Regions from separate parts of the Mus musculus genome. Here all the other regions are linked to region 1. A link is a contact called in public Hi-C, HiChIP or PLAC-seq and promoter capture Hi-C data. All regions are on one chromosome and are shown on one strand. The core of a region is the stretch at or near the end of the contact, and the rest is flanking DNA. Distances in the headings are between cores, read along the strand shown.

What was found. A called contact is a pair of places that touch in the nucleus more often than the background predicts. HiChIP or PLAC-seq counts read pairs in DNA pulled down with a chosen protein or histone mark. Capture Hi-C pulls out chosen DNA fragments and counts their contacts.
Region 2: a promoter capture Hi-C map of pancreatic islet shows a contact between it and region 1, with 4 times the contacts expected there. The contact joins the promoter of Efcab1 here to the promoter of Mzt2 in region 1. A contact is called at or near these places in 4 of 39 promoter capture datasets (the 3T3-L1 cell line, hippocampal neurons and liver), 1 of 115 datasets of contacts at active chromatin or transcription factors (embryonic forebrain) and 1 of 9 other capture datasets (pancreatic islet).
Region 3: a contact with region 1 is called in a Hi-C map of uterus, with 4 times the contacts expected there. The contact joins the enhancer-like site here to the promoter of Mzt2 in region 1. A contact is called at or near these places in 5 of 39 promoter capture datasets (the 3T3-L1 cell line, 3T3-L1-derived adipocytes, embryonic stem cells and 2 more), 1 of 484 Hi-C or Micro-C datasets (uterus) and 1 of 115 datasets of contacts at active chromatin or transcription factors (stem cell-derived neural progenitor cells).
Region 4: a contact with region 1 is called in an H3K4me3 HiChIP or PLAC-seq map of embryonic limb bud, with 3 times the contacts expected there. The contact joins the enhancer-like site here to the promoter of Mzt2 in region 1. A contact is called at or near these places in 4 of 39 promoter capture datasets (the 3T3-L1 cell line, cranial neural crest and frontonasal cranial neural crest), 1 of 115 datasets of contacts at active chromatin or transcription factors (embryonic limb bud) and 2 of 9 other capture datasets (embryonic stem cells and embryonic trunk).
Region 5: an H3K4me3 HiChIP or PLAC-seq map of bone marrow-derived macrophages shows a contact between it and region 1, with 7 times the contacts expected there. The contact joins the promoter of Fgd4 here to the promoter of Mzt2 in region 1. A contact is called at or near these places in 6 of 39 promoter capture datasets (cranial neural crest, embryonic stem cells, hippocampal neurons and 2 more), 5 of 115 datasets of contacts at active chromatin or transcription factors (bone marrow-derived macrophages, embryonic hindbrain, embryonic limb bud and 2 more) and 1 of 9 other capture datasets (embryonic stem cells).

The regions. Positions count from the first base shown.
Region 1 is chr16:15,861,503-15,865,194 of GRCm38.p6, forward strand. Mzt2 (mitotic spindle organizing protein 2) reads right to left here and starts at 1,867. Exons shown (of 3, transcript NM_029354.3): 1 at 1,246-1,867; 2 at 896-1,041. The coding sequence starts at 1,421. Gm41425 (a long non-coding RNA gene) reads left to right here and starts at 1,935. Exons shown (of 3, transcript XR_875934.2): 1 at 1,935-2,009.
Region 2 is chr16:14,904,826-14,908,517 of GRCm38.p6, forward strand. It overlaps Efcab1 (EF-hand calcium binding domain 1), which reads left to right and starts at 1,821. Exons shown (of 6, transcript NM_025769.3): 1 at 1,821-1,987. The coding sequence starts at 1,930. All of the region lies in intron 2 of Gm33696 (a long non-coding RNA gene), which reads right to left.
Region 3 is chr16:14,935,120-14,938,811 of GRCm38.p6, forward strand. It overlaps Gm33696 (a long non-coding RNA gene), which reads right to left. Exons shown (of 3, transcript XR_384708.4): 2 at 707-740. It also overlaps a transcript of Efcab1 not described here. Among named protein-coding and RNA genes, the nearest start is that of Gm33696, 3.9 kb to the right of the region's middle. Within about 2 kb of position 1,727, at least 20 of the 459 cell types and tissues checked have an H3K27ac peak or open chromatin away from gene starts, as enhancers often do. A contact at or near this core is called in uterus, where this site is marked.
Region 4 is chr16:15,051,121-15,054,812 of GRCm38.p6, forward strand. It overlaps the pseudogene Gm46561. Among named protein-coding and RNA genes, the nearest start is that of Gm41423, 61 kb to the right of the region's middle. Within about 2 kb of position 1,956, at least 117 of the 459 cell types and tissues checked have an H3K27ac peak or open chromatin away from gene starts, as enhancers often do. A contact at or near this core is called in embryonic limb bud, where this site is marked.
Region 5 is chr16:16,598,259-16,601,950 of GRCm38.p6, forward strand. It overlaps Fgd4 (FYVE, RhoGEF and PH domain containing 4), which reads right to left and starts at 1,720. Exons shown (of 17, transcript NM_001301817.1): 1 at 1,520-1,720. The coding sequence starts at 1,670.

The sequences.
Region 1 (3,692 bases), core at 617-3,116:
AGACCTGGAGAGGCTGCAGGCCTGAGGGAAAGGTTACCCTTGTTTCTCTTCCACAAAGAGAAAGGGTGATAGAGGCCAGAGACACACATTGATCAGAAAGTGGGTGGGTCAGCGTGTATGTGTGAGTCCCCAGGCCTGACAGTCTGCCTTCACTGGGCCAGACTGCTCACTTTACCCCACCTGGATTCCTTCCATGTGGTTCTTGCACTTACAGGCAGGAAATGAGCACTGGACTTGCATCCACTTGTCTGGGAGGACAAGCTGTATTTCAGAGGGTCCGACAGGCAGAGAGAACAGATGTAACAGATAGGATGGGCAGGCTGGAGGACCTGAGATCCCTGTTACACTCTGCTCACCACCATCTGCTTACACCTGGTCCCACTCATGACCAGGCCATTCACACCTGAGAACTGGGTGAATCTTTCTGTCAGACCTCTACTTTTTGTCCCAAAGGAATCAGATGGCTTCAGTCCTGCAACCCAAAAAAATCCCCAGATGAGAGGTGTTCGGGCCTGGCCTGAGATGAACAGGAGCTAGACGTGGCCCTCGGAGGGGGAGGCGTTGTCTGCTCTGCTCTCTGAACACTTCCTTGAGGCTGTGTGGTAGATGGAGACCAAAGCCATGTTTATTCCTCTACCTGTGCAATGGAGGCATGATGAAGAGGTGAGAGGGAGTCAGAAAGACCAAGTCTAGCTTGCTTGGACCAGTCTTTGGTCCAGCAGTACAATCCGAAAGGTGGAGCCAACTAAAGTCCCTGAAAGGTGGATGGGTCTGCAGACCTTGGGAGGAGGCCTATAGACAGGTTGAGCAATTCTAAGACAAGCCGGCACGAGGTTCTCTACTCCTTCCCCACCTCGGCCACCCTCTAGGCAGAAGTACCCAGCCCATCTCTAACCTCGGGTCTCTGATGTGGATGTAGACAGAGATATGGGCACCGAGTCCTGGGGATCGCTTGCCAGCCGCTGCCCAGCACACATGGACTTCAGCATCTGGAAGACGGCGAGGGGAGCCACATTCAGATTCAGCAAGTCCACCAGGATCCTGGGGAAACAAATGCAGTGCTTAGCGAATACTGAAAGCCACAGGGCGGACATGCTCTAGGAGTCGCGCCAGCTGGGTCACCGTCTTGAAACCCCTTAAAGAGACACGGATATCTTAGAGTAGCAGATGCAGGAATGAGGAGTCCTAAAGCCGGCATTATCTGTAGGGAGTATGAGCTCAAAGTCCCGACCCCCGCTTTCTCACTTGAACACATCGGGGTCGATGGCGGCGCCAGCAGCCTGAGCTAGCTCGTACAGCTCCATCTCCTCGGCCCCCAGCACTTTCTTCCGCCGAAGCGCCAGCTTCTGCAGCGTTGCTGTCTCCAATCCTGTGGAAACCGCGAGTGCAGCACCACCAGCAGCAGCCGCCGCCGCCGCCATTCGTATAGCCTGAAAAGGGATCTGTGTTGGACAGAGTCTCTGCAAGTCAACAGCTCCAGCACCGAGGCGAGAGTTCCAAGAGGCCTTTACACAGTCGGTTACTTGACTTGTTCGGAACGTCTACTGTGCACAGGGCAGTGTGCTAGGCATGGGGTGGGGTGGTGGGAAGCTGATCACTGCCTGACGATCAGACTTGGACTGCTGGCTTAGGTAGCAGACCCCAGAATAGTACCTGGCATATACCGGGTACTTAGCAAATGCCTGTTGGATGACGAGTATTCACGATCTCGTGTAATTACCAGTTCTGTTGACGGTCCCTAAACAGCTTTGCTTTTAAACGGATACGCACTCCTGTCCCCCGACCCCGAAATACATAAACTTGGGGAGTAAAGAGCAACTGAGGACGTCACTGCGCACGCGCCTTGTGGCCAACTGCTTCTGCACTTGATTGGCTTTTGCTTTTGCAGGCGCTTTTCCCGGGAGGTTGAGCCGCTTTTCCCAGTAGGCAGGGGTGTGGCCTGACGCGCAGCTTGATGACGCTATTTCCGGGTTGTGTGTCTGGATAGCGGCGTCTATTTCTGAAGATAGGTAGGATGGTCATTTTGAACTCAACACGTTAGCTTGGCCGGTGTGTTGAGAACTGCAAATGTTTGGCCGGTTACCATGATTGTCACTGCCATCGGGAAAGAGTGGACCGGGGGAGCCGTCCAGAAGTGCCTACACAGTGAAAGGGGACCAGGAGGGGCATCTAAAATTTGTGCGGGGGCACTCTTGGAGATATTTTGTCTCCTGATGCTTTGTCCATTTTACATTACTAGTCTTTTGCATATGTGTGTGTATCCGTATGTGTATGTTTGTTGATTGGTGTTTTTATTTTTTCAATTTGTTTTATTCTGGCTTGATTTTTTTTAAATGTGCCTATTTGCTAGAAAAGAGAGGAGGGAGAGAGAGAGAGAGAGAACTTGAGAAGGTAGGGAAGTGGCAAAGTTCAGGGAGGAGGTAAGGGAGGGAAATCATGATCAGATTATAGAGTATGAAAAAATATTTTCAATATAAAAATATATTGGGTGAATAGTCTTCATTCTTAGGGGAAAACGTATTCATTACCGGGAAGGGGAGAATTTAGAGCATCTAGTCAGTTCTCAGCCTTCCTTCTTTCTTCCTTATACTGAACACAGCTTCCCTGGTTCTGCACTTCCGGTCTTCATATTTGGTGAACCTTTGGCCAGTCACCAAGGTCCAGATCTAAGGACTAAACACCATTTCCATGTTGAATGGTGCGTCTGTCACAGTGAGGACCATGGTGACAGTAAGCTGCTGGTGACTGTGAAGAGCCAGTGTGGGCTGTGGGGAATGAGTCTGGCTCCAGGAGCAGACATTACAGGATGTATGTGCATCTAATCTGGCACCTGCTTCCCAGGGTGGAACATCAGGTGCTTGTTTGCAGGATTCCAGAATATCTCAGGTTTTCGCAGAACTGTGGCCATGATGTAAATGTAGGGCCTCCCTGCCTCATTAGTTTATTGTAGGATTGATGGCTCCAGGAACCAGCTCCTATTGGTCAGAATGCCCAAGAGTACAAACTGGAGGCAAATCGAAGTGAGGCACAGCATCATCTCCCTAGCCAGACAACTGTTACCTGCATGCCATCAGCTCTGCCTGTTTGTAGGAGTATATCACCTCAGGTCCATGGATGGCCAGTGTCCATTCATAGAAGGAAGGTCAAGGTAGGGTCATTGGACCCTCACATAAGTCACTCCGCCATTTTCATATAATTCTGACATAATCATACATGGCCTCAACTTTAGGAAAGTCCAGAGGACTAAATTGCACAGACTTAGAGACCTTAATAAAGGGCTCTTGTACTAATACGCACTTAAAAATTCAAACATTTATGTACACACAACATGCTCATACAAAATCTCTCTCTCTCTCTCTCTCTCTCTCTCTCTCTCACACACACACACACACACACACACACACACACACACACTGTCTTGGCTAGTGTTTTGCCAACACGACACAAGATAGAGTCATCTGGGAAGATCCTCCATTGAGAAAATGACCCTATCAGATGGCCTGTGGGCAAGCCTGGGGTGCATCTTTTTTTTAATTGATGACTGATACCAGAATGCCCAGGTGACTATGGCTGGTACCGCACCTGGGCATGTGGTCCCGGATGGTATATCAGAGCAGGTTAAGCTAGCAATGGGAAATAAGCCAGCAACATTTCTCCATGGCCTTTGCACCAGCTCCTACCTTTGTGTTCTG
Region 2 (3,692 bases), core at 571-3,070, 960 kb before region 1:
GGACTTAAAATGCAAAACCATATAGATTTAAAAAAAAATCCAATCTTGCCCAAGATGTGAGTGAATATTTGAGCAGACAGAATACATGGAAGATGCCATAACGGTGAAGACAGCCCTACTTGATCAGCTAAGGATGCAAGTTAAAACTCATGATGTCAACACATACCCATTAGAATGGTTGTGTTTGCTTTAAAAGCTGAACAAACAAAAACAGTGAGGGCACCAAGTACAGACAGCGATGAGGAGACACTAGGCTGTGGCCTCACAATGTTCAGACTCTCTGGAAAGCAATCTCACAATTTCTAAATTGCAATCATACAGCTGCCATATGTACTAGCAATCCTAGGTGCTCATTCCAGAGAACTTAACTCTCATTCATATGAGAAATGGTCTATAGTATCTTCCCTGTTAAGAGCTTAAAACTGAAGGCTGAAGGTCTTCAGTGCATGGGTGTATAAACAGAATATGGCACATATAAATCATGGAATACTATTCAGCAATAAAAAGGCAAAATTTCCTGGATGGATTTGCAGAAAATTATACTGATGGAAAGGACTCTCAGTAGGTTATATTCTGTGTGGCTGATGTCTTATTACCATTTCAAAATTATAAAATTAGACAATTATAAATTTGAGTGATTTCAAGAGACTAGGGAAGGGTTTTCAATAGAAGAACTAGGTGTGGCTGCAAACTGACCACTTGAAGGATTCCGCATCATGGAAAAATTCTCCAATTTGTCTCCATGGCAACTTCTGGGCTGTTATGTCAGTCTATGTAGTTTGGAAAGTTGTTACTGTTAGCATTTTATCTAGGCTCCGCCCCATAGTTACCTGGCAACAGCCAGGTGTGCCTGACTCACTATAAAAGGGGCTGCTTGCCCCCTCCTTTCTCTCTCTTGCCTTCTTGCTTCTGCTCTGTCCTCTTGTCCCTTACCCTCTTTCTCCCCATTCCCTTCCCCCTCTCTCTCCATGTGCTCATGGCCAATCTCTACTCCTCTCTTTCTCCTCTTCCTCCTCCTCCTCCTCCCCTCCTCCTCTTCCTTCTCCTCCTCCTTCCTCTCTTCTCTCTCTCTCTCTCTCTCTCTCTCTCTCTCTCTCTCTCTCTCTCTGCCTTTCTCTGCCTCTACAACCCTCGCAACTCCCCTCCTTATGCCCTAAATAAACTCTATTTTATACAAAACAACAAAAAGAGTATGTATCTTTAATTAACGAACTTAAAATATGACATTGGCCTTTTGCAAATTTGACTGAAAACTCCCACTCCAAAGAAGGAGGGGGGAGAGACAGAGAGAGAGACAGAGAGAGACAGAGACACAGAGAGATCTACTTTCTGAGTAACACAGTTCAAACCGTAATTGTTCAGATTCCCTTCTGATAATTGCTTTAATTACACACCTATTTCCCTCCAGCATCCCCACAGATCTTGAAAACCTGAATCGCTCTTGTGCTCATCATACAAAACATCTATCCAGCTTGCACACCTTACTCTTCTGATTATGATGTAGTCTTGAGGGGCTGTGAACAGAAATGATGGTGTGACAAGTGAAAATAGAAATTTCCAACATGGCAAACAATACAGTCTGCAAAGTGTCAGGCTGAAACGCTGCAACTGGGACTAAATGCAGGCACAGTGTCTGTGCTGGGCAGTCAGGACTGGCAGGCTTTACTGAGCTGACCAAGAGGCCCCCTGACAGGAGCCAATCAGTGTCCCACCCAGCCGTTGCCATGGCTGCTCTATGTACAGAGGCCGCTTTCACCTGAGGCGTTGCCATGGCCACACTGTCTGTTAGGGCCGCAAATGCGCAAATGCGCAAATGCGCAGAGCCAAGCTGGCTGCACCAAGCTCCCTCAGCCTGGGGCTCCGGAGCCGGAGCGTCCTGGCACTCTGCTCCAGATGACACTCTAAGATCTAATATTATTAACACCCATCATGAACAGAAAGAAGCTGCAGAAGTTGACGGACACCTTAACTAAAAATTGCAAGCACTGTAAGTAAGAACTGAATGCAAGAGTTCCTATGACTTCTGGGCCAGATCTCTTTCTACCCAGTCTCTACTTCCTGCTTCCACCAGTAATGGCCCCTCCACGCTCCTCCTCAAGAGGATCGGAAAGAGAATCCCTTTGTGGAGTTCCAACTCCTTGGGAGGCATCCATCCTACCCTTTTATAACTGGGACAAGTTCCAAGCTGCCCGAGCTCCCTCATAGACATTCACTAAATTCAAAGATCTCTTTATTTGCTTTTAAGTTAGAGAAGCAATATGGTGTGTATCTGGGAGGCATGTGGCTTCAGCTTTAGACAGGTTGAAAAGGATGCCCCAGAAAAACACCAGAATCAAGAAAGCAGCAGAGCCTTTACTTACTTTCTGGCTCTTTCTAGAGAGGAAAAAACAAAAACAACAAAAGAAAACAAAACGCTCTGAGGTCTAAGCTCTGGAAGTGTGATAAGAGATCCATAAAGAAAACAGTCGTGCATGCATCCTGAACACTTTTAAGAAAGAGACTTGCGGTGGTACAGACACTGTCTTCCGTAGAGGCATTTCATTGAAAAGTATATTGCTCAGCAAATCTAAGACGGTAAAGAATCTGTTCCCAGTTTTAGATGCTCAATTTCCAATTCCCAATCAGGTCCATAGGTAAAGGAGATCTTGCAGGTGACCACACATGAGAGCATTGTACTCAGACAGAAAAACAGCTGTTCTTGAGCTGAGAAGCAGTGTGTGGATCATTGAGATGAGGGCAGTATTGTTTGATGTGTGAATTTAGAAGCTATGTGATGGTCGAAGAGATACTGGTCACAATGAAAATGGAGAGGTCACATCTTCAAACCAGCTCCATTGTGTGAAGGTGTGGATGTGAACTTCTAATGTAGCTCTGGAGGTTTCTGGCCTAGCACCTTTATATCATTTGTATCTGATACAATGTGTGAGAATTGATGTCACGGGGGTAGTGCCCCAACTGAAAACTATGATATACTATTATACTGTGAGCATCTTAAAATTCTCAGAAAATGGCAGTCATTTAAGGTGTTTATAAATTTGATAAGAAATTGTGTTCTTTTGTGGTTTTCCTGAAATGCTTCCATTTCTGGGAGAATATATGCTATTTTGAAAATGAGTAAAAACATTTCCAATGAATACTCACAACATTAATAACTGGCACACACAATGTTTATTTGATTAAGTCTGCTTCATAAGTACACAATTCTTCACTAACAGTGACAACAACTCAAAAATAATGAAGTAAGGGTGTTTTCCCTATTTCCAAGAGCCATACACCGTCTAATACAAAATTCAATGCCAGGCTTGAGAAACCTCCAGTTGAGTTATTGACTAGGGGAATACAAGAGATTCCCAAGACAATATGGGCCTCAGCTGTTCCCTTTGTCTTCCAGAGCTTGAAAGTGAGATCCTATTGCTGAAGATGTCATACACTCAAGAGACAGAATTCCTAGAAATTGAGCTGGAGCTGGCCTGGAAACCTCCCTGAGGCCTAGCTCTTATATCTTAAAGTGTTGTGCAAGCGGCCAAGGGAGAGGAGCAACCAATCAGTGGACCTAGCCAGAGAAAGGCCCATGAGCCAGGAAAATGACTGGACAGGCACACGATCCACAGTGGTGGCACTTTTATCTTTCAAGTAACCACCAGCTGTTTAATTGGACATAGTAGGAGAGGCCTCATGTCTGGTACTATAAA
Region 3 (3,692 bases), core at 477-2,976, 930 kb before region 1:
GAATGGCAGTGAACGGAACAGTGGTTTGGGGCTTCAGCTCCTTTCAGATGCTTCTCAACTAACAAGTGGCTAGTAGAGCAAAATTAGTTTGGAAGTAAGAACAAAATAATTTTATGTTTGGAGTCACTCCAACATGAGGAACTGTATAAAAGATCACAGGATGAGAAAAGTTGAAAACTGTTTGATTCAACCAAATGTGCCCATCAGGTGGACAGAAGTCCTGTAATGCCTCTTACTGGCACATGCATGCTTACCTGTGGAATTCTGCATGGAAACCTTGGGAGCTACAACAGGGAGTGCTCAAGACATGCACTAATCCCCTCAACATGTCACTACATCTGCATTCATTTGCCTCCTACAGAAAAGGACAACCCTCTCTGGCCCAGTAATTTGTGGCTTGCTGTGTACCTAAGACTGTCATTTAGTCCATCAGGAAAATTTTCCTCCCTCTAATACACATTGCCTTTTGTTTATTCTGCCTCCATTTTTCTCTTCTTACCCCACTCTGCCCCAATTAGATGACTCCCACCACTGGCACATAGTCCACTTCCCAAGGGCTTGTTAGGTGAAGGGGCATTGGGATATGGAAGAAGGATACAGTTCTTCCTCTTCCCCCTCATTCAGGAAATGCTTGTCATCTATCCTCCCTCTTTGCAGTGCCAAAGTTCATTGGTGGCATGGATGAGTAAACATAAGAGCCAATCACCAGTGAAGCAGGTATGATCTTCTTCAACAGACTTCTGTGGAAACATGAATGCCTACCAGTGAAAGTTCAAGAAGACTCTAGGCTGCTGCCACAAAAATATTCCTAATATGCACATTACTGTTGATCAGGAAAGTTAGGGACACCTGTCCCCTCATTCATGGTGGAACTTTTATTGCTGAGTGCTGACTGACAGACAAATCACAGGAACACATTTAGTGCATGCTATCAAAAGCAAGCCTCACTAATGATTCAGTGATATAGAAACTCAGAGAATGAGAACCAGTATGCCCTCTGCTATTACCCAGTACCTGCATGGGAGTGGTATAATGACTACTCACTTCTTAGCATTTCCCCATCTCTCAATAAACTCACTTGTAGACAGCAACTGGAGGCTGCCCAACAATACCCTGTTGTTTATATAGAAAATGTGCATGCTTCTAAGCTGCACATCCCTATTCAGCTGGCTCATCACTTTTCAAGATCTGTCCAGTATAAGCAAACACCAGCCCACAACATGAGATTGATTTGCTGAATGATGTATGATAATCAGGAAAGGACATTGACTGAAGCCAATGGAATCATGGCAAGAAGTGTCCTACCCTGTCCATGGCATCAAGAAACAGGCAAAAAGCTGCTGCTTTTCTATTCCTTTTGTGGGTGCACATTTAGAAAACATCAGGTGGCTGGTAAGACAAGCTGGCCTCTAGGCTGTTAGCAGGGCACAGGAGGTGGAATGGAGCAGCAGGATGTGAAGCAGGCCAGGGCCTGTAGCAAGTCCCAGGTATGTGCTGAGAGGCAGGCACTGGCCCGCAGCAGGTGCAACACAGCCAGTGCCCAGCGGCCTCAGGAAAGGAAAACCTGCAGGTGCAGTCAGGACATGCCCTGAGCCTCCCCAGCCACGCGATTTTTTGAATAGCTGTCCTATCCTCATTGTCTGTCTGCAAGATTATGGTTTGCAGTGGGAGGAGATGCAAGAGAAGGAGTGGCTTGGTGGAGTCTCCAGTTCTAGAGGCTTTGATGACACACAGGCTGCTGCAGAAATTCAGGATGTCTGAGGGGGTAGAGCAGCCTGGAGGTCTGAGGGTGAGTATGTGTTAGATAACTGTGCTGAAGAAGGGGTGACCGTGGATATGCTGGCAAGCCTCCAGGCGACCCCTTGTCACCAGGGAGAATACTTCTCTTTCATGACATCATAGACGTTTGCTTTCCAAAAAGGGCTTTGATCCCAGGCCAATGTCTAGTATGTCTCTCATTGGCTTTGTGAGAAAGTGGAAAACAGCACTCAAACAAGCAAAGCTTTCAAAAATAGATGTAAACTTGCACATCCTCATCAGGGTGGCTTCTTGTTCTGAAGACTTCAGTAGCACTGAATGGGGGACAGGGCATGGGATCTCTGGGGGAAGCTCTGTGTCGCACTCTTGCTTTACTTTCTATTTTCTTCTTTTATTTTCCTTCTCTCAAAAAGAGATACATGAAAGCATATCCAGCCCTATTCAGTGCTGTTTCCTGTGGTCTGACACAGAGGAGATGGTCTGTATTTGCTGAAGAGCAGAGCAGAGCAGGCTTGGATCCTGAAGCATATCAAGATGGAAAAGATCACTCCATATCAGATCTCAGTTGAGTTCTTGTGTTCAGGCTATACTATGTTGATTCTCAGGAAAGCTGATGGGACGTGACTTTGAACACAACATAAATCAAGGGGCCAGATCTGTTCCTCAAAGTGTCACCCCATGCATCCCTGAAGGCCTGTGACATAGCACATGGGATCAACAAAAGGAATCAGAGGTTTTACTCCATCCACAACTCCATGGCTTTAAGGAGCTTCCTGTTCACTTGGGACATCAGAATTTGAAATACTCCTGAGAAAGCCTAAGAGGTCAACCCTGGACTGTACTGTGTCTAAAACTGGAATACACATTCCTTTTCCTGGAGGAAGAGCCAATTTGATGTCTGTCTTCAGGCACTATGTGTCTGGGTAAGTTAATCCAAGAGAGCCCAACTTTCTGAAAGGAAGACACCTAACCATACTACAAATGACAGGACATTTAGTTTGTTGTAAATATGTACCGGACATAGTGCCACAAGCTACAACAGTCAACTAAGAAATAACTGTAAGACTGCCTCACGGAAACTGACCAAGGGGTCACACAAGAATGAGCTGATTCTCTCAGTTCTTACTATAGCACAAGAGCGAGGGTTTTCAAAACTCCTTGCTGATCACACATTCTCAGCTAAAGAGAATTCTAGTACTCCAATCAACCGGTTGTAAAATTGCATGATTAAAGTGACTTAGGCTGAGACAGTTTTTCCTTCTTTAGAAATTTTACATACAGGTGGTGCTGCAGTCTTGGAAAGGGTGTCAGAGCAGGCTGATGCTTCTGAAAGGTGGCTAGCTACCCACTTCTGTGACATCCTGAGAAGCTTCTAGGGTTTTACTTCTTTCAGCTCACTTCAGCCATTACATTTGAACATTTGGCCTCACCACACATCAATATATCTTATACCTCCTTAAAATGGGCTTCCTTCTGCCCACAAAACTCCAACTTTACCTCTTCATCAAATCTCTCTTCCTTTATGATAACATCTTGATCTCTGCTAAGAAGGCAGAAGTCCCCTGCCCAAGCATTTCTTCCACATTAAAAAGTTTTACACTACTTATCTATGAATATTGCTAAGATCCCAGATACAATCACCTTATTGTCTAGTATATGATAATCACTATTCAAGGGACATCAATAACAAGTATGCCCAAACCAAACTCAGACTTTAGAGGCTCTGAAGAACCACAGGACACCTTTGGATTTCAGCTGCCCTTACCATGTAAGGAATAGACATCCACAGAGATAATCTATTGTGTACTGACTTCATAGTGTACAATGCAAAGCTAGTGTGACATGAACTGGAGGCATTTCTTTTTATTTCAGTCTTGGGTTTTTAAACCTTGATCATGATTTCTTGGATTCTATGTCTCAAACTCAGTCTCCCT
Region 4 (3,692 bases), core at 706-3,205, 810 kb before region 1:
TCCATTTTCAGGAGAGAGATAACAGAGGAAGAAGAAGAGGAGGAGGAGGAGGAAGAGTTCTCCCAAAGCCCAGAAACAATCTACTACACAGTTTTCATTGCTATTTGCCATTTTTCTGAAAAGGGAAACACTAAGGTGATACTTTTGAGAGAAAAATGAACAAAATGAATTTTTAATTTTTTAATCTAAAGATTATACTTGTGATGTGTGTTGTTAGGTTGCTTTTTTTAAAAACCTAGGTGAAGTTTGACAAATTAAATAAGTCTTGGTGTAATTAAATTTATAAGCACAGAGGAAAATGTTAAGCTTTATTAGCTGGGGAAAGAATGTGGCTCCTTAGTTGAAGAGGCAGCTTACAAAGACAAAGGAGATAAGTTTATGGGAGTTAAATAAACACAATATTTTATATTATAGACCCAATGAATCCATTTGCAATGAGTCTAAGAGTTGAAATTGGCTTACAGGATTTTAGTCTCTCCTGGAACACATGAGCAGATACAAGGGCATGCATGTGGTTCCTGGTTCTTTTTCCACTTCAGCACATGTTGCAAGCAAGCTCTGCAGCCCTAGACATTCCTGGATTCAGTAACCAGCCTGTGCAGAGCGGGAAGTTGCGAAGAATGTGTTTAGGCAGAAAAAAATGCATGGGAAGTCATACCCAGAAGAGGTGGGGAAAGGATCCAGCCATGAAGTATAGCCCACAGGACGACAAGTTTTATAGACTGGTTGATGTTGCCACTCTCGCTGGGTTACATTTTGGAGATGTATGCATTCCCTGTGGCTGCTATTCTTCCTGAGCACGCAGAAGCCAAGGTTTACACAAACTAAACTTCCTTCTTTAAGTACCACTTAGTTAACCAGGAACATATTAATTAGTGCAAATTATTGGCATGCCAGAAACGCCTACAGATTAATATTTCAGGAATTAGAAGCCCAGCTGAGCATGAAAATGAAAAGTTGGGATTGGCGACAGAGACAGAGAGAACAAGGATGCTTCACAAGAGGGAGAAACTCATATATCTTTCTGATAATTGGGTCTCTAGAGGCCAGAATCAAGTCCATACATTGCCACACACTCTTGGCATGGCACAGATTTTCCTATGTGGCCCTGAAAGTACACAAAATTCCTCCTTTCTGTGATTCAAGGTAGCTCAATTCTATAGCAGGAAAATATAAATGATTTAAGCTCCTGTTGCGAAAACCAGGTTTTCAGAAGTGAGTTTCAAGGATGACCCTGACCTGAAGCATGCTTTTGCCCTTCCCAGGAGCAAAAGGCCTTTATTCCTGCACAGCATTGCACCCTTACTGCTCAGAATGGAGCTACTCTTTGGGCTTTCGTGACTTTATCCTGTTTGGTTCCTTGAGCATCTCCAGAATCAGAATGGACACCCTGTAAGGCTAAGGGTTGGAGAAGTATGGTGCTAATTATCCAACTACCCCACTCCCTAAGGCCCTGTCCTCACATTCCAAGCAGGCTGGTCACTAGGACTCCCATTGGGTTCCCACAAGTTCCCACTGGGACCCACCGTTTTCTGGACAATCCTAGAATCCCGGCTCTGGCTGCCTTCTGCTCGCTATCTAGGCAGTTGTAGCTCACCCACCCCTGAGTGTCCCTGAAATCCCTAAGCCTTGCTCTCACAAGCCTTACACTCCTACCTTGGTTGAGTCCATGCCCTAATCCTTCCTCAAAAAGACTTCAGCTATTCTCTCTCCATTCTCTTTAAATTGAGTGTCAGAGCCCTGCCAGGTTTGCTAAATCTAGCGCTCACTTTAGGCCAAGCCCCACACGGGTTCGCCCCACCCCCAACCTCAGGCTCTCCCCTCTTCCTACCCCCAGGCTCCTGCCTTCCCCCATCCTCCCCCCAAGCAGTGCTCCCAGCCTGCCTATCATCTTGCTCTAATTGTTTCCAGATTCGTGTGGGAGGTCAGGGCCCGGGAGTGCTGCTTCATGCCAAGTTTATAAACAGAGCAGTGTTTCCAGATGGCCGCTGGCTCCAGCCTGGCGAGCAGGTTGATTGGGACCAGAATAACAACAGGTGGAGCGCAGACAATGAGTTCCTTGACACATATTTACTCCCTTGGCGTTTTCTTTCCTTGCAGCCTCCACTCCATCTGCTGTAGCTGCAGAGGTGGACTTCCACAGCATCAGGTCGGGTGGAGGCAGCGGAATGCAAAGGAAAAAAAAGTCATTTCCCTGGAGAGAGCACAGGCTGGGGGTGGGGAGGTGGGAAGGTGGGGGACGAGGGTGTGGGGAGGGACCTATGCCCCTAGTGGACCCAGCTGTCAGTGAACTGGGGACAAGGAGGTGTCTTTCCTTCAGAACGGATTATGGGAACTGCCTTAGGATTTTTTTGAAAGGGAATGACCTAGAGACCTAAACCCTTGTTATATGAACTCAGGGAATGAAGGAAGCAGGCTGGCCTAGCGGTTGAACCGCCAATGGCCTGCCGAGGAACTGCGTGCAGCCCTGGACTCAGGCTACAGGAGGTCTCCAGAGAAACACAGGATCGTGCAGGGGCCTCACAGAAGCATTTGTCCCCAAAGTCCTTAGACCTGAGTCTAAGTCCAGATAGAAGAGCCTGTCCAGTTGGAATTGAAATCATGAGGTATCCGTGACAGCAGGGGCAGGCTAGTGCAGGGTGGAAAGCTGAGAGTATAGGTTTACAGTCCCTCCCTCAAAAAAAAGAAAAAAGGAAAAACGAAAAGAAAAAGGGGGGAAAAAAAGGCACCAGCAAAAACCAGTGTCCCTGAAAGTAAGAAACATAAATATCAGAAGTAAGTTTTAAGGGCCTCAAAGTTAAATCTAAATTATCTCTGTGTCTTTTGACTCTGACTTTCTGCTTTTAAAATGTAACCTGATACTAGGGCTTTGAAGCTTGGGATCCACAATGGGGCTGTGCGATTTATCTGAACTGACAGGGCAGGGCCGAGGCCCTGCTCATCCGCCCCACACCCCACTTACTACACTCCACAGCACTGCTGCACTTTAAAGCATCTCCAAATGCCAGTCGTGTAAAATAAGGCCACACTTGGTATTTCTCCTAGTCAGGGCAGAATCTTTACACAGGATATTAATCCATATTTCTTTAATTACTTCACTACATTTTTTACAAAACACTTATTGAGGTTTTTCTCTGAAAAGCTCCAAGAATTACATAAGGAATTCTTAAGAAAAATAAACATGTCTTAGACTAAAGAGCAACCAAAAAAAAAAAAAAGAGAGAGTTAGAGGGAATACATTCACAACAGGGGACCTAAATGGAACTCCTGGAGAGGGAGACAGGGCAGACCGTTGAGACTGGTGCAGGAATCTGCTCACATTCCAGCCCTATAAAATCACTGAGCAAGGGTTAACTCAAATCCTCTGCAAGGATGGTTTACCCTGCAGAAGCATCTGTGGATGAATCTGAAAACTTGGCGCCCTGTCATTCCAACAGGTGCCCTGTGCAAATACTGTAGCTCTCACCAAACTCAGAAATAAGCAGAAAGAGTCTTGTTTTTCATGAATAGTGGCACAATGAATACTCGTACAAAATTACCATGCTCTGGAGGAGCAAGGTCTGCCCCCAAAATGAAATGGCAGCAGCTAAAGAAAATTCCTCAAACACCATCCTGGCTCAGTAAGTACCTAGCAGTGCTGTCCTAGTTCCACTGTGGCTGAGCAGCTGTGCTGACGTCATCTCTGCAATAGG
Region 5 (3,692 bases), core at 470-2,969, 740 kb after region 1:
TAGGATTAAAGGTGTGCGCCACCACTGCCCGGTGGTACTCTATTTCTGAAATTGCTAGAGATTCCCTTTGAATTTAAAAATTAGAAGGAGGGCTGGAGGAATGGCTCAGTGGTTAAGAGCACTGACTGCTCTTCCAGAGGTCCTGAGTTCAATTCCCTGCAACCACATGGTGGCTGGCTCACAGCCATCTGTAATAGGATCTGATGCCCTCTTTTGGTATGTCTGAAGACAGCTATAGTATACTCAAATAAATATATATTTAAAAAAATAAAAATAAAAATTAGGAGGAGAAGACCAAATTTAAAAATTAGGAGGAGAAGACTTCAGCAATGGATGGAAAAAAAACCAAAAAACAAACAAACAAACAAACAAAAAACCAGGATAGCTGGGCATAGTGAGTAGTAGCCTGCTTACCCAAGTGCCCTGAATTCTACTCCCAGTATGGGGGTGGGGGAATGGGGAGGGCACAAATAAATAAAAGAGCAAACAGAACCCTTTCTCCTACAAGCATAGCTGCTTTGCAGAAATAATTTATAGACTATACTGTGACTCTTGAAAGAGGATGTTTCATATTTTGATCGTCTCTTCAAAGCATTTGAAAATAAATCTAGTAACATAACAGAGGCATCAGACCAGTGTCTGTGCTGAAAACAACGGGTGACAAAATGCGATGACAAAGCAAACCATTTTCACTTAATAACATTTTCATTCAGTTTGGTGAATCACAGCTAGAACTGGAAGAGATCTCCAGAATACTTTATCAGTTTCTTACTTCTACAGGAAATGATTACAGAGGACTCTCCGTGATCCAGTTCATGCATCATCTCACATCCTGACTTATCTAACGTGAACACACACTTAACACACCATCCATCACGATTTTCTGTCATGTGCCTTCTATAGCTTCGGGACAAGGAATAGACAGCATATTTACCAGTCTCGACATTGATCATATTGATAAAAACACAAAGCTGCTTGCTCAATCATTACAAAATGAAAGTAAAGAAGGGTGAGATTTCTTTTTAAGATTCAAAATATTCAAAAACATAAACATTATCTGAGTGTTTGACTTTTGCCCTCGGGAAGGGAGCGCCAGGGAACTAAGGTCAACTGAGCAGAGGAATTTGGTGAATCTTAAACAGCAGTATATTGAAAAATAGGTTGTACAATTCCTAATAAAGCTTTTTCTAAGGGCACACCTTTAGTTTTTTAAGAACAAGCTGGCCATATTCTTGAAGCTTTGGGAGAAAGAACAAACTAACTAGGAATAGTGTCCTGCGGGGTAACTAACCTGTGAGGATCCCTTTCACAACAGAAGGCAGCCCTTTCCCCCAGGTCCTCAACAGCCAAAGGCACACACCCACACCCACTCCACTCCTAACACCCCGTCAAGCCCCCAACACGCGGCACGCCCTCCGCCAGTCCCCAACACAGGCGTCACGCCCCCAACACGCGCGGCACGCCCCCCGCCGGCCCCCCAACACGCGGCACGCCCTCGCTCCGCTCACCCACGCATTACCTGCGGCCTGGCTGGGTTGCGCGACACGGTCAAGGCGCCGCAATTGCGGCGAAGGCCTGCTCCAGGGCCGGGGGATCCCGGGCGGCAGGTAGGAGCCTGACTTCCGCCGGATGGCCACCCGCCTGAAGTTATGGTCGCTCTCGCTGTTCATGGTGGCCTGCGGTCACTCCCGCAAGCCTTGCCCCGCGCGCGTCCAGGTTGCGCGACTCCCTGCGCTCCCTCCCCGCGCAGGCCTCGCTTCCCGGGCCTGCGCTCCGACTCCGTCGTCGGACTCTCCGGCAGCGGCCGGCCCAGGCCGCCCCCGCTGCACAGCCAATCGCCAGAGTGCAGCGCGGTCCCGCCCGAGCGCCGAAGAGGCTTGGGGGGGACCGGCGTCGCCCATTGGCCCAGGGGAAGGCAGAGTGCACCTGCCTGGCTCACCTGAACCTCAGAAACGCCTCATCAGCTTACTTACCGACCACGCCCTGGGATGCTGGAAGAACAGTCTGGCTGTTACTCACCACACTTTCAAGAGCCAAAGTCTCCCAGGCTACCGCGCTGCAAACTTTAGGTAAGGAAACCCAGCTTTGAAAATGACTGAGAAGCCGGAATTCCAGATGCACCGCCGGCTCTTGGAAGAAGCGAATCAGCTTGCCGGGAGCGCTGTTCAAGCAATAAGGAAGCGCAGCTCTCACCTTAAAGGGAATAAAAGTTTCTTCTGCAGCCCTTTTGAGTAACCATGGCCCAGGAACACAGATTTAGACAACCTCAAATTCCATGTTCCAATGCGGAAGCAGTCTTAGAGTTTCACAGAACAAAGAAAGTCGTAAATCAAGGCAAGTTTAAAGTCCATTGGTAGGTATATCAGAGAGGCGGTTACCAGCAAGATGGAGGTTTTTGAATAGGCTTGAGATACTATCTCGTGACATTCTTAGCTTTGTGGTTGCTAGAAGTCATCTAAGTCAGTCAATAGATTCCAAAGGTTAGTTTAATCTGTTAGTCATGGGATGTTAGTTTTAAAGTAGAGGTGGACAAGAAATGACTGTTCCCCTGGGCTAAAGCTAGGCCAAGGTAAGTTAATTAGCCTCTGGGCTTGCAGCGTTCTAACCTCTCTACAGTACTGAAGTTCTAACCAGCCAGTCAGTCGGTGCAGACAGATTCCCTTCAGATTTCATCCACAGAATAACACTGGTTTCCAGAACAGCACAAGACCCAGTTTATCATGACCACTGTTAAAGATAATGTAGTAATAAAGTCAACAGATTTATGAATATGAAGCAGTTTCCAATGTACATTTCCACGGCAGAAAAAGGACATGACCACAGAGAAAAGACAAAAGTAGCTAACATGGTTACCTGGCTCAAGACAATAGCTTTTTTTTTTTTTAAAGATTTATTTATTTATTATATCTAAGTACACTGCAGCTGTCTTCAGACACTTCAGAAGACACTTCACACACTTCAGAAGAGGGAGTCAGATCTCCTTACGGATGGTTGTGAGCTACCATATGGTTGCTGGGACTTGAACTCAGGACCTTCAGAAGAGCAGTCGGGTGCTCTTAACCGCTGAGCCATCTCACCAGCCCGACAATAGCTTTTAAAGTCCCCTAAATACAAGAAAAGTTTGTCCTCTCTCTCTCATGAACAGACTTGCTCTCAAATCCCCATCTTATTGATTTAGGATATAGTACCTTACTTAAAAAATAATTTAGGACTTCACATTGCCCTCCTTCTTTCATCTAGACTTAGTTGCATAACAGACTACATGTAATTTTCCAACTCTACAGAGTTGTGAGATAAGTTGACTCCAGCCTTTAGAGAGGAGAGAGATGAGCCTGGGGATGCCTGCTTATCTGCAGCTCAGGAACATTTTAGCACACTTCATACTGAAAATGGACCATAGCAACTCATTCCTAACACTGCCTTCAGGAATTTAGTGATAATGCACTAATGTGCTTTAGAGTTCTTTTTTTCTTCTTTTTTTATTGGATATTTTCTTTATTTACATTTCAGTGTTATCCCCTTTCCTGGTTTCCGCCCCTCCCAGAAAGGAAACCCCCCTATTCCATCCTCTATCCCCCTGCCTCTGAAAGATGAAATTTCAAGACCTGTAAGTCATATAAAGTACTCAGAAATTGCTGGTTGTTTGTGAGCCTAGAGGCTGCCTGGGGCTGAGAAAAAAGAAAAACAAACCC